Linked DNA regions of Anser cygnoides: region 2 is linked to region 1. A link is a contact called in public Hi-C data. All regions are on one chromosome and are shown on one strand. Each heading gives the region's core, a stretch centred on a gene start, on an enhancer-like site or on the middle of the called end of the contact. The rest is flanking DNA. Distances are from core to core; before and after follow the strand shown. Region 1 overlaps LARS2 (leucyl-tRNA synthetase 2, mitochondrial). Region 2 overlaps CDCP1 (CUB domain containing protein 1).

Region 1 (6,598 bases), core at 482-2,981:
CCTTGCTATTTCATCCAGCCACGTGGATCTCCAGGGATGGAGACGTACTTAAGAAAAATATTCATTTCTAAAAGCTTCTGCAGTTTTTTCACAACACTTTCTTGGCTTAGCCCGCCTAGCAAGCATGCCTGTATTTCTGCTTTGCAGCAATTAGTAAGATTTGCTAATTATACTGCTGAGTATTTAAAAAACAATTGATTTTCCTTTGTAGCAGAAAACAGTTTCCTGTTACACCGACTCTCTTAATCTTCATCAGAAACAAATCCAGGCTGCCAATGCCGGCGACGTGTCATGCTGCTTTATTAAACCGCTCTCTTTTCTGCCCTGGCTATTTGTCCTGTGTTTATTATTCCTGACCGGTGCGCCTTGGATCATCTGCAGCTGCTATGACTGCGTGTATTCAGCTTCACACATTGCTGGCACCACGCGTAGCTGTTGGAGAGCAACTCCCATTGCTCAGCAGTTTGCGCGTTTCTCCTGGCAGCAGAAAGTGGGTGTACTAGGAGAACCTTGGACCTTTTACGCTCGCTTTTGGCACATGCAAACAACTACTCAGAGATAAGGAAGTTCGGGGCCTTAGGTCTGACTGCGGTTTCTTCCCTTGCACCCAGCCCAGGGAGCGCAGCCACAGAGCCACTGTTAAGCTCCAGTGGGGCACAGGAGGCAAAAGTCTGAGCTTGCATCTGACTTACACCACGTGTGTGCAAAATCAAGACTTGGGCACTTGTATCCAAGACAGCAAGTACAAAGGCACATGTTTATTTTCATGTAGATGTATAAAGTCTGCTGAGAATTATATTGAAGAAGATCCGGACGGCTCTTAAAAGAACTTTTTAGAATTCTTAGAAGACCCCAAGTGTCCCAGGCTGCATCACAAGCACATGCAGAAAGAATGTGGATATTCAACTGATTATACTTCAGCTTTTTCTGTTTACATGTTCCTTTGCTGAGGGAGCAATTAGGCTCCCTAAAATGGAGTGCAAATTGGCATGGCGCAGGCAGACGAGCATACAAGGAAATGTCCTCCATGTTCAGTATCGCAGGATGTTTTTGATGAGATTACTGTGATCAAAATCTCTCAGGCTTGGGCAATGTTCATGCAACAACAGACACAAGTATTCACTTGACTTTGAGTTTCCAGGCTCTCGTTGCCAACATGGAGGCTTATGGATAGAAGAAAAGCCATCAAGACTTACCTCTGTAACCTTGCTACACGCAGGCAAAAATACTCTGATTCGGAGACACCAACAACTTACAAACCTAGCTAAAACATTTTCTTTCAACTGCTCAAACTCTCTGACTAAACACAGAAGTGGAGCTGATTTTCTATGGAAGATGATGCTGGTTTGCAGCTTGACAGGGCTAAAACCAGATCCGAGCTTGCCCAGAACAGATATGCCCTGCCCAGCGCTTACTTGAGTGAAGAAAGTGCCACAAGACAAAGGTTGTGTGCGACTCTGAGCCTCCTGGGACGGATGGGCTCGGTGAATCGCAGAATGTTTTGTGGTACCGGAAAGTCAGCTCATTCAGGAAAGGGGAAAAAAAATCCCACCTTTCCTCTGCATGTCAAGCAAGATCTCTTTTATCATCTGCACTGCAGCTGAGAGCTCTGATCCTGTTCCCTCCTGCAGAGATAATGCTCCGGTTCAGCTCGCTATGACTGGAACATGCTAAAAACTGCCTCTCATCTGCCGTGCCTGGCTGTCATGCTGCTTCTTTGGGACCTGAATACTGCTTCTATAAATAAATAAATAAATAGTAAACGTGGCTGTAGTTCCAGCAATATTTTTTAAAGTCAAAAGCTGGTGTTACCTGGACTGATACGAATCAGCGAGAATTCACCGTCTGGGTTCTGGTGACATTCCTGCCTTCACATCCAACATTCCTCTTACAGTACAGTCCTTTGATACAAAATTAGCTCAGATCATAATAGGAAGGGACTGAAGGAAAAAATGGAGCAGAAAAAGCACCCAGCAAAAACTGTATGCACTGTTCCAAGTTGGTAAATATACATAAATGAAGCCAATCCCCTCTCTGTAAACTGTAATAAGTATTGCAAAACAGAAAAAAAACAACCTGTGATTTCTCCCTCTGTCCTCATTTATAGCAAAGTTTTCAGAAAAGCCCAATATACTGCAAATTTCCTGAGGAACAAACAACAAGCAGAGTGCTAATTAACATTCTTTCTAGTTCATGTCAGTTGTAAAAAGTTTAGAGCAGAGGCACAGCTTTCTGTGAGGCTTTACGTGAAAAGAAGGGAGACAAAGACGAGAGACTGTATGACCTGCATTATCTGCAGAATTTCTCCCTCCAGAAGAAACAAACAGGCTTTTACAAAGTCAGATTAAAAAAGCCATCATTAACCAGCCGCTAGTTCTGAGGATTTATTTAATCTGGTAAATCACAGAGAGAGATCATGGATTTCATTTTTTTCACCGAATCTCAATTTTGGGATTCTGTTGAAGCGTATGGAAAAATAAATGCTTGTTCAGCAACCCCCCTGCATAGCTTTTTGTTTGGCACACAGGTAGGACACCCTGGCTAGAAGGCTGTTTTAGGTAGTACCCTAAGCTGCTACACTGTTCCTTAACATTCCTTAATAGAAATTGTTCCTTAATAAAATGCCCCACTGCCGTGCTGCAAAGCAGCACCAACACACAAATGCCATCTCAGTCACCGGAGACGACTATGAAACACTCCTGCCTAATAACACATCTTCCTACGCAGCAGTGTCTTCCAACATACTGTGCTGCCCCCATCACCCCAGGATCCCATGGGATCCTTCTCATGAAGTCAACAGTGTTGGAAAAAATACTTGGTGGCCTTTCTGGAATTTGCTAATTTTTCTAAGGTTGATGTTTGAGGGCAAATTTTCCAAAATTTTGGAAATTCAGTTATATGAATGATATGGGTAGATTGGGTGTGCCAATAATTCTATTTTTAAGTTTACATTCCTTAAAAATAGAAATCTGATATAGACTGGGTCTATATGACCAGTCTTCTATCACAGTGAGTAACAGGATGCAGAAAACATACCTTCTGTGTTGTGGATCTGTTTCTTATTTTTCTTGGAGTAATTTGCCATGGGACTATCCTACCGTCTTTAGCAAGTCTCTCACATCTTCTTTGGCTCATCACTTTGTGGTATAAGAACAGTGGCACCCTACCCATTTTATTGCATGGGACTAACCCTGTGCAGTTCGATTTATCAACCACCTTTCCTTCTCACTTCTCAAATATCCAGATTTAAAACTCCAGATTTAAACACCTAGATTTAAAACCCCCATGCTATTTGACACTGAAGTCTTCAAGGGCAGACATCTGTGACAACGTTTTATACCACGTTCAGCATGCAGATACATCTGTACCATAACACAAGTAACAACTGTTAAATAAATGACAGATATCTGTGTTATTTTAAAAAGACTTGGTAACAGCCCACACCCTGTAAGTCAGTATCAGTCCAATCTAGGCAGAGAACAAACCTGTAAGTCACAATTATTGTAAAACAAATGGCAATCATGCTTCAGATCAGGTCAACATAACGAAAAATTTCAGCAGCTGTCAGGACAACTGCAAAACTACACAGCTGGCACCTCTGCCATCTTTCAAACATACACTTACTGGGGGATTAGGCTCTGTCAGACTTTCCACATCATCTCTCCCATTCCCTTTTTCAAAACCTCTTTGTATCCTCTAGACCACACTGAATTTCAACATCCTGTAAACATGTTGGCGTGACTTCTGACCATACACTTTTTGTGCCATCGCTGTTCGTTACCTTTCCTTTTTTAGTGTCTAGACATCCATTCCTTATTTTTCCTTTTGCCTGCATCAGCGACATCTACAATTCACTTCTTCCTCCTGCAAGAGCAAATACACGCCAGTGCTAACAGCAGTAAACATTGTGGTCTGCTGCTCAGCCCTGCAGTGACTGCAGCTTTTGTTTAACGGCACCATAGGGCTGTTGGGCTTACAACATCTTTCTTCACCCTTGTAAACGTTAAAAGTTTTTATTTACACCAAACATGTCACCTTTCCCCCAAAGAAAAACTCTGTTTGAATGGTTCCATCGGGTGTGTTAAACTTTTATATGGAAAAAAGCAGGAGCGTGCTGTGCTACAGATTTTACTTTAAAGGATCTCTTTCACAGTCTTTTAGGGGCTTCTGAACAGGAGTTTTATGAATTTATAACAACATATATGTCAGGCAGACACTGGAATTCAAATTATTTTAACTCCAACTAAAGGCCTGTGTTTAAATGTCTGAATGCATTCCTTTGTGGCTAAGATTTTGGGAGTCTTAAAACAGCAAAGACTGTATCTTCATTATAAATATTCTATTTCTTAGTCATTCTTGTGTCAAAGGACAGCTGAAGAGAAAATCTGCACTAGCATGGTCCAGAAGGAAGTAGAAATCAGAAGAGTTTTGTTGCAGATTTAGGGAAGTGTAGAGCTGAATCTGCTCACTGAGCCCAGAATCTCTATTAGGTAACTAGAATTTTGCTACCAAAAATGATAAAAACAAAACGATTTTTAGTATTCCTCAGCTAGTACTGACACTGCAAAGGATCTATCCTGATCCTAGTTGCTTAGGATCTATTGGACTTATTTACTGTTAAGTGGGAGATTTTTGTTGGTTTCCTTTCAATTTAATACACCATCTGGATGGCTGCTGGGATGGAGGGTTAACAGACCTCTGTATTTGCCTAGCTTCTTGTTATCATCTACTTCTTAGCTGTCAGAAGGGCTCATAAGTGGCTAGTTTTAATAGTTGTTACAGAAAAGGCATTCCTAAACAATGAACCCTGTAACTGTCTCTTTGGAAAACCTTTTTCAAGCACTTGCTAAATACAATAAGCATTTCCATGTAGATATAACAGCAATGCAGTGTACAAATAAAATGGCTGGAATGAGGCATGAGAGCAGCTTTGTCTTTTATGAAAGTCTGATTCTATCTGAGTCTTGATTTTTAGAAACAACTGCTATTTCTACTTAAAGAACCCTCAGCAAAAAAGAAAGGAAGAAAGAATGTTGATTGAAGTTTTATGATCTAGGCACTATAAAAAAAACTAGGAGCGGAAGCAAAAAGCATGCTGTTTGCCTTCACTGCTGCATTACTGGTAGCTGACTCGTCCCTTTCTTGACTCCCTCGGAAAGTCTCTGAGATGGCTCATGAATGGGAAGTGACTTCCATCTGGTCTGTGTAGAAACAACTGTCAGCATTTGCTGGAATTTGACTCTCTCATGTATGAACCAACAAAAATATGCCAGCAAGTAAGGAGGATCCTGGCTAAGGCAGGGCTCAGTTAAATCATCTGACTGTTTCCTTGGCTTGCCTCTGAGATATATGTGAAATGGATCAAACCACCCCAATCTGGCTACCTGCTATGCCCAAGGCAATTAGCCAGCACTAATTAACACCATATTTTAAGAAAATATTACTACAAAAAGTGTTGATTCATGGTAGGGTACCCAAACATAAGATACAGGGAGCAAAGGCTGACAGACTGTAGAGCACCTAACATTTGGTGTAGCACATACTCACGGCAGTTGGTTAGTTCTGGAATCCTATTTATTCCTCTGCATTTACCCAAGCCAAATTTCCAGTAGGATAGATTCCTGAGGCTGACCTAAAACCTGTGTGCTTTACAACGTTTACGTTCTGCTACAATCATTTAGTTCTTGGATTAGTTCTCCTGTTCATTCTCCCAGAGAATACGGACAAACAGCATCTTACCATGACTTGATTAGAAACTTTTAATTCTGTGCATTTCTCTATGTAGAAATGAAGATTTGGCAGCACCCTAATTTTGTTAACATTTCTCTCCTGCCATTACATGAGATTTAAATAACCATAATCGGTATTTTTGAATTGGTTTCATCCTGAAAGATTCCTGTTCCACTTTACAGCCCAGCAAAGTCTTATTCTTGCACTAAGAAGTTGATAAGGGCAGTTCTTGGAGACAGAAAGGCCTTTTTAATGGTTCTTCCCTGGAGATGCTTGATTCCAAGTTCACTTTGAAGAACTAGTTCGTGGACTTCTTCAAAATTGCGGGCTGCTTGGTGAGGCACAAAAACTTTGCCGCAAGCTTTGTTATTGATCTGAAAAACAGAGACATGGAACAAGGAAAGACTGATTTATACAAATTCATTTCCTGAATCCAATCCATTTCATTACATGTGGGGAAAAAGTGGATCAAGCTGTCTTTTCTCCAACATGAAACTTTCTAAGTAGAGGATAAAATTCTCCATACCTCCTGGCCTGTTCCAATATTAAGAGAATAAAAATGTGACTCAGGATACTCAAGCAACATTTAAGAAGTAGCCATAGTAAGTTTTAGCCTTCAAGAGAGCAAGCATCACATGACTATGTAATACGGGGATCTTTTAAGCTTGAAAACAAAACAGTTGCACAGGCTGAATAGAGAGACAGTGAACATTTAGTTACGTGGGAACTTTGGTTTGTACATACTTCTAGAGTGCAACTGGGAATTTACAGCTAAATGATTCCTTAGATTCAAATACAAGATACAGTAAAATGTTTGTGGCTTAAAAGATATCTAAAGGATTCAATACTAACTCATTTTTAGAAAATG
Region 2 (6,480 bases), core at 1,210-3,709, 220 kb after region 1:
GTTAGAAACTAAACGAGATACTTGTCTTCTCCTTGTGCATGTTGACTCAGATTACTGTTTAGTAAGACTGGCATTATGTAAACTCACTTTCTAGGAAGCTTAGAGACCTGGGAATGGGAAAATGGAGTCTTTCATCTGGGTGATGCTAATGTGAATTGACCTCTTGTTGGCAGAGCTCAAAAGCTGCCATACTAAGTAATAGGAATATGGCAGTCCCTATCCAATGAACAAATAACTATGTTATAAAACTGCAGGCCCAGCCAGCCCCAGCAAAACGTAGTGTTTGACTAATATGGATCTCAGTTCATTCAGCTTGTCCAAAGGATTTAGATCAGGGCTATTTTACACTGTAACTCCCAGTTCTGGCTGAAACACTGCAAGTACAACCCTTTTTCCCCTGGAGGCAGTGGCTGCCCTTTTGGAGTCAGACAGCCTCCATCCCTCTTCTTTGAATTTGTTGGCAGTCACAGTGTGATGGTCCTGATGTCCGCACACACACGTGTGCTGCAGAACATGGGCTGTTTGGAATGGTTGAGCTCCAGCTGTGGGGTCTGGACACATACATGTTGCTGCTGGCCATTATTTTCTCTCTGCTTTCTACACTACAGCCACGTATCCGTATCAGGGAGATGAGCATTGCTATTTTCTCACAGAAAGTGTGTGTAAAATACTGTTAGGTGGTGTTTTATGGCTTTAGACTGAATCATCATGGCCATGGATGACAACAGGTGGCAGTGAAACTAGATTGCCTGGCTGCTGCTTTCAGTTGCAGCAAGGTAAACTATATATTACCAAGCCTCCTGCTCTTCTCTACTCTCGTTCAGTGTCGTAGGCGTTGTAGGCACAACCCTCCTCCAAAGGCTGAAAGGTGAATGTGCTGTTAGAACTGGGACAGAGGTGCTCCAGCAACAGGCCCAACAGAACCTCTGTGACTGGATTGCCATCTAGCAAGAGCATTCAGGTAGGCATCAGGATCCAAATTCTCCCCAGGCATTGATCAGAAAGCCAGATCAGTGTGTTTCAAAGCAGATGAAATAATGTATCACTGATGAGATCTACCTCTGCTGCGTGAACATAGGTGTTGCTCACAAGAACATCAGGCCTAGGTGTACAAAGGAAGGATCCAGTATTAGACTGGAAACTCAGGAAGTCAAAGTCCAATTGAATGGACTTGATGGGACACTGAAGCACTTGGTGCTGTAGCTTCCCTTCCAGGGAGAAGTGCTCCTGAGGAGAGCAGAGAAGCTGCATTAGCACTCTGAGGTTTATCAGCCTCAACAAACATCAGCGTATTTATTGTTTTATGGATTACCGAGTACCATAGCTCAGGTTCGCTGTCTGAGGTCCAAAAAAAATTGTGAGATTATAAGTAAGGTGGCTGTCAAAAAGATGCACCCACGTCCCCCTGCTTTCATGTTTCTGCCTCCCTTCTTGCACTAGAACTTATGAGCCTGACTGAAGGGAAGATTCACGATGTGTGTTTGTCCTGCTAGGTTGGCTCCTCTGGATGTGCCCTCCATCTAGTTTATCAGGAAGACGCACAGCAGACAGTGCCAGCCCAAGGCAAGGGTTGGAAGGCATAGCTGAGAATGGGGGAAGGACAGACAGAAACAGGTCTTCTGGCTGTGGTGTTCTTTTGGCTCAGCTTAAATCCAGCACAGAAACAAGTTGGATGCAGCGAATCCAATGGTGACTGAAAATCAAACATTGTGAGGTCTCTGCTCAGGACATTAGTTAGTCTGAAATAACATAAAGATCTGATGATTTCTGCTTTCCTGAGTTCAAGAAATGTTTGGACAATGCTTTCAGAAATATGGTTTGATTTTTGGGTGGTTCTTTGTGGAGCCGGGAGCTGGACTCGATGATCCTTGTGGGTCCCTTCCAACTCGGGATATTCCATGAGTCCATTCCATGAGGCTCATGGAAGACGATATGAAATGGTTGTGGTTTTTCAGGTAGACTGGAGTAGAGGTGGTTTGCGTCTGTCATCTCGGATATCACAGGCTCACAGAACGGCTCAGGTTGGCAGAGATCTCTGGAGATCATCTAGTCCAGCTCCTTGCTGCCTACTAGAACAGGTTGTCCAGGACTGTGTCTGGTCGGCTTTTGAGTATCTTCTTAAACAAGGGCTCTTACAACCTGTCTGAGAAGTCTGTTCCAGTGTCTGAACATGCACATGTTCATTTTTTTCTTATGTTTAAGTGGAACTTCTTGTATTTCTGTTTGTTCTCACTGTCTCTTACCCTCTAACCGAGTCTGGCTGCACGTTGTTTGCATGTGTACATGCATGTCCTCCTGAGCCTCCTTTTCTTCAGGCTACATAGTCCCGGCTCTCTCCATCTCTTCTCCTATGACAGATACTTCAATCCCTTAAGCATCGTCGTGGCTCTTTGCTGGCCTTACTCCAGTACATACATGTCTCTCCTGTACTGGGGAGCCCAGAACCTGACCCAGCACTCCAGGTGTCTCACCAGTGATTTGGCAGAGGGGGTCTCACCTCTCTCCACTTGCTCTGTTTTCTTTCTAGCACGGCCTAGGAGGCTGTTGGCTGTCTTTGCCACACCGACACACTGCTGGCTTGTATTCCACTTGATGTCCACCAGGACCCCCAGGTCTTTCTGTGAAGCTGCTTTCCAGCTGGTCTGCCCTGAGTCCTCCTGCTTGTGCTAACTTGTTGTGAGGGTACGCTCTGTCCTCTCGTCAGTCAGTAAGGAAAATATTAGGCAGCTTTGGCCTCAGTGTCAACCCCTAGGGTAGACCGCTAATGACTGTCCTCCAGATGGACTTTGAGCTGCTGATCACAAGCCTTTTGAGGTCAGCAGTTGAGCCAGTTTGTGTACACCTCGCTGCCCACTTAACTAGCGTATACTTATCAGTGTGTCTGAGAGGGCGTTACAGAAGATGGTCTCAAAAGCCTTGCTAAAATTGATTTGAACAGCACCCACTGCTCTTGCCTCACCTTAAGCCAGCCCTGTCATTCTAGAGGGGTGTCAGATTTTTCAAGCATGTTTTTCCCTTCATAAATGCTTGCTGACCTAATCCTGATCACCTTCTAGTCCTTCATGTGCTTGGAAGTGGTTTCCAGGGTTCTGTCCTGTTGCCTTCCTGGGGTTTGTGATGAAAATATCAAGGCACTTTCTGAGTTTACTTTCTGAGCTTTTGGGAGCACAGCCAAATACATCCCTAGAGTATTTGCTGTCCTGTAAAGGATCAACATCCTGCTATTAACTGATTTTAAGATCTGTGGAGAATGTTCCCCATAAATGTCCTATACTCCCAGGTGTTTGAGAAGCTTCTTAAATGCCTGGGGACATGCCTCCTTAAGGAGATCTTTCCAAGCTGATCAAGAGAGGCTGTCAGGGATGATGTTTGCTGTGTGAACGTGGGCACTCTGAGCTACTTGGGTACCTTGGATCCAGCGAGCTCGGATGGTATTGCAGGGCTTCCTGCATGATCTCATGTGTGGTGGTGTATGGGGAACAGGGGTGGATTGCAAGAGGGCTGGTGACTAGAATCGAGGAAGGGGACGGCATTCTTTACTTTTCATGGTTAGCTCTGCTAGCTCGTAGGTTTGCTTTTTACAGCTAGTCAGAAAATATTTCTGGAAGATCACTGTTGGGCAGTTAAATGGAAGGGCAGTGGGGTAGATCAGTCATGCCACTGAGGGAAACCAAACCGTCTGTCAAGGCTTGATCCTTAGCCTTCCTGCCAGCACAGAGACAGACTTTGTTAATTTGAGGCATCTCTGTGTGTTTTTAACTGCCAAACAGAAAAAGGCTTTGGGGAAGTGTCTTTGAAAGCTCCAGTGACCTTCGTAATGACCATCAGCACTTTTGATGAAGTAGAATACTTGACAGTTTTTTCCCTTTTGAACCATATTGGCACTTGTTTAAATTAGCTTAATCTTTAACTTGACTGTGGACAACCAGATGTACAAATCGCTGTTTTTGGACAATTTTCTTCAGCTTTGCTCTAAAAAAAATTAAATACCGCTCCACCCACACCTCCAGGAAAAAAAAAAAAGTTATCGGAGGTGGAAATCTTGCATTAAATTCAGAATTTGAGAACTGGGAAACTTTTTTCTGATCAGCTGTTGTGTCACCAGTAAAACTGACTCTGAAAGGAATACAAGGAACCTATCACGGAAAACAAATCTAACGTAGTCAGCTGAGCTCCATAGTGAACTATTTGCATTGTAACCTAACCTGTTCAAAAGGGATTAGCATACGTTATCGTGTTACGGCTGAAAAGTGGTAGGGAAGTGGGGTTTGTGTGTGGAAGGGCTCAAACTTCTCAATTAGAAGAGTAATATGATATTATTTGAGTTTGTATTACACTAGTGGGAAAAAGTAAATAATGTTTTCTTAGCTAATGTAGAAATAGCTTTAACATCTGCTTGTCTAATGGGGTGAGAAGAGATGGAGGAAATTCTGCTTCACACCACGCTTCTTGCCAGTAATTGCTCTGAGATGTTTGTTTTTCGTTGCAGATGTCACCCATTTGGTTGACCTCAGCAAGGAGCGGAATATGACTGTAACGATACACTTTGAAGGCTGGCCCAGTCGAGTCCCGCTCATGTCTGAACCGATATGCCTGATCTGCAAGGATCCTCGCACCTGTGACCGTGTTCTGACGCTGGTCTCTGGCGCCATCTACAAGATCTCCTTTCTGTGCAAGGACTTGTCCCACCTGAGGATCACAGCTGAAAAGGGCATAAGTATGACACAAGTGGCTCAATGTTGTTTCCTAGAAAATGCTTCCGCCTGCTTTTCCACAGCGGTCAGCCAAACCTTGTCTCTCTTGCTTTAAATAGTGGGTGGATGGAAATTTGGCTTTGAACAGCTGGGGGATGGTACAACGAATCTGGAGATGACCTTATTGGTCACTGCAGCATCCTACCTTTTAAAAATAGAAACTGCATAACTATTCCTAGAAGGGAAATGACAAAAGGCAGAGAAGAATATTCTTACTGAAAACTGCAAAATATGGAAACAGAACAGGAGAGCCATAAATCTGCCCATGAAAATGTGGGACCAAGGTGGCCATCAGGAATGTGTCTTGTGCCGTTTGCATATCCATTTGGTGCAGAATTTTCACAAATGCTTTCAAATACTAGAAGAAGAGTTTAAAGGTATAGATCTGGACTTTAGTGAGTTGGCAACTGTCTCAATAAGCAGATAGTGTAGCAAAAGTAATTTATTGAGTGAGGAATTTTGCATACGTTTGTATTTGTCAGTTCCATTGATGTCCTGTGTCATTTTAAGGAAAGCTCTTAAACTACAAACCATGCATATTTTGGTAAAGGTTAATAATAGAGGACACCTTCTCAGGTAAATACTTACCTGGATCTGTAACACAAATCTGACAGGACTCTGTATATGTATACTGTAGTACACTAGAAAAATTGCTTTTCCTAGGGATTTCCTCTGCAAGAAAAAGAGAACAACCATTGTGGTTTGTTTTTGTGATTGCAGGCTGTGTAGATCTCCGGTGGTGTCAGAAGAAGATCCATGCCCTTTCGGTGCCCAAGGCTATTACCCAATTGCCAGTTCTGCTGCATAAATTTATTTGGAAGCTCATAGCTCCCGAAGTGATAAATGTAGAAATTACATCTCCGTCCTTGAAACTGCAGCAGCACCTTCCAGAGCAGAGGTGTAACACGAGCTACAGTTACAGCATTGTTAGTGCCACCCCAGAGATGGACTTGAACGTTGGTATATTCTGTCCTGGTGGAGCCATTGAAAAGATACAGCTGAGGAACAATATCACCATATCCTTAAAAACATTTGGTAAAGGTTTTTTCAATGATTCTAATCATCAGGATCTGCAAATGTCTTTTGTGCCACATATTAAAGGTAAATTATTGTTTTGTACATCTTTCCCCATTGTTAGATATTTCAGGACATTTATTAGAACACATTAATACGTAGAAATGATAGTTCAGATCTTTAGAGTCTAGACCTGGAGCTACTGCTTGGACCAGTCTTTATCTGAATCACTGAGGTAGTTTATTGCTGAAAGAAGGGAAGAGCTTTGCGATCCAGATGGTTGGTAGACAGTTGTGGGAAATTCTGCAGATATATCCGTGAGAATTGTGAATACTGATATAGAAGAGATGATAGCTGAGTTGTATTGCTGGTACTGAGATGTAATTTGACAGTAGAAATTTGCTGGTCATGGGTATAAGTGATACTTTTTTGTTATAGAGAAGAGAGCCTAGACAATTTTACATGCTGAAACAGAAAGCTTTTTTAAAAAAAAGGTTTTGAAACTAAATAAGTTTTCATTCCTGTATTCGTTTGCTTTACTACAGATGAGTGTACTTTCACTGTGAGCCCAGATCCAAAAGCTAAAATTTACTTGCAGAGTCCCAACTCACCTTATGGTCTACCTCCTTATGTCTCCATATCCTGGTATGTCATTGTGCCCAGCAAGCAAGTTGCCCGCCTGGGGTTCTCCAAGGACCGCATGGGCATTGCC

Evidence for each region. Hi-C and Micro-C count contacts between places; a contact is called where the count stands out from the background.
Region 2: a Hi-C map of liver shows a contact between it and region 1, with 2.3 times the contacts expected there. The contact joins two enhancer-like sites. A contact is called at or near these places in 2 of 7 Hi-C or Micro-C datasets (both in liver).

Annotation. Positions count from the first base shown.
Region 1 is chr2:46,874,125-46,880,722 of Taihu_goose_T2T_genome, forward strand. It overlaps LARS2 (leucyl-tRNA synthetase 2, mitochondrial), which reads right to left. Exons shown (of 21, transcript XM_066992003.1): 21 at 739-6,104. The coding sequence ends at 5,925. Among named protein-coding and RNA genes, the nearest start is that of LIMD1, 9.5 kb to the left of the region's middle. Within about 2 kb of position 1,732, at least 2 of the 3 cell types and tissues checked have open chromatin away from gene starts, as enhancers often do. A contact at or near this core is called in liver, where this site is marked.
Region 2 is chr2:47,090,587-47,097,066 of Taihu_goose_T2T_genome, forward strand. CDCP1 (CUB domain containing protein 1) reads left to right here. Exons shown (of 9, transcript XM_048075865.2): 5 at 4,490-4,717; 6 at 5,475-5,855; 7 at 6,314-6,480. Among named protein-coding and RNA genes, the nearest start is that of CDCP1, 20 kb to the left of the region's middle. Within about 2 kb of position 2,460, at least 2 of the 3 cell types and tissues checked have open chromatin away from gene starts, as enhancers often do. A contact at or near this core is called in liver, where this site is marked.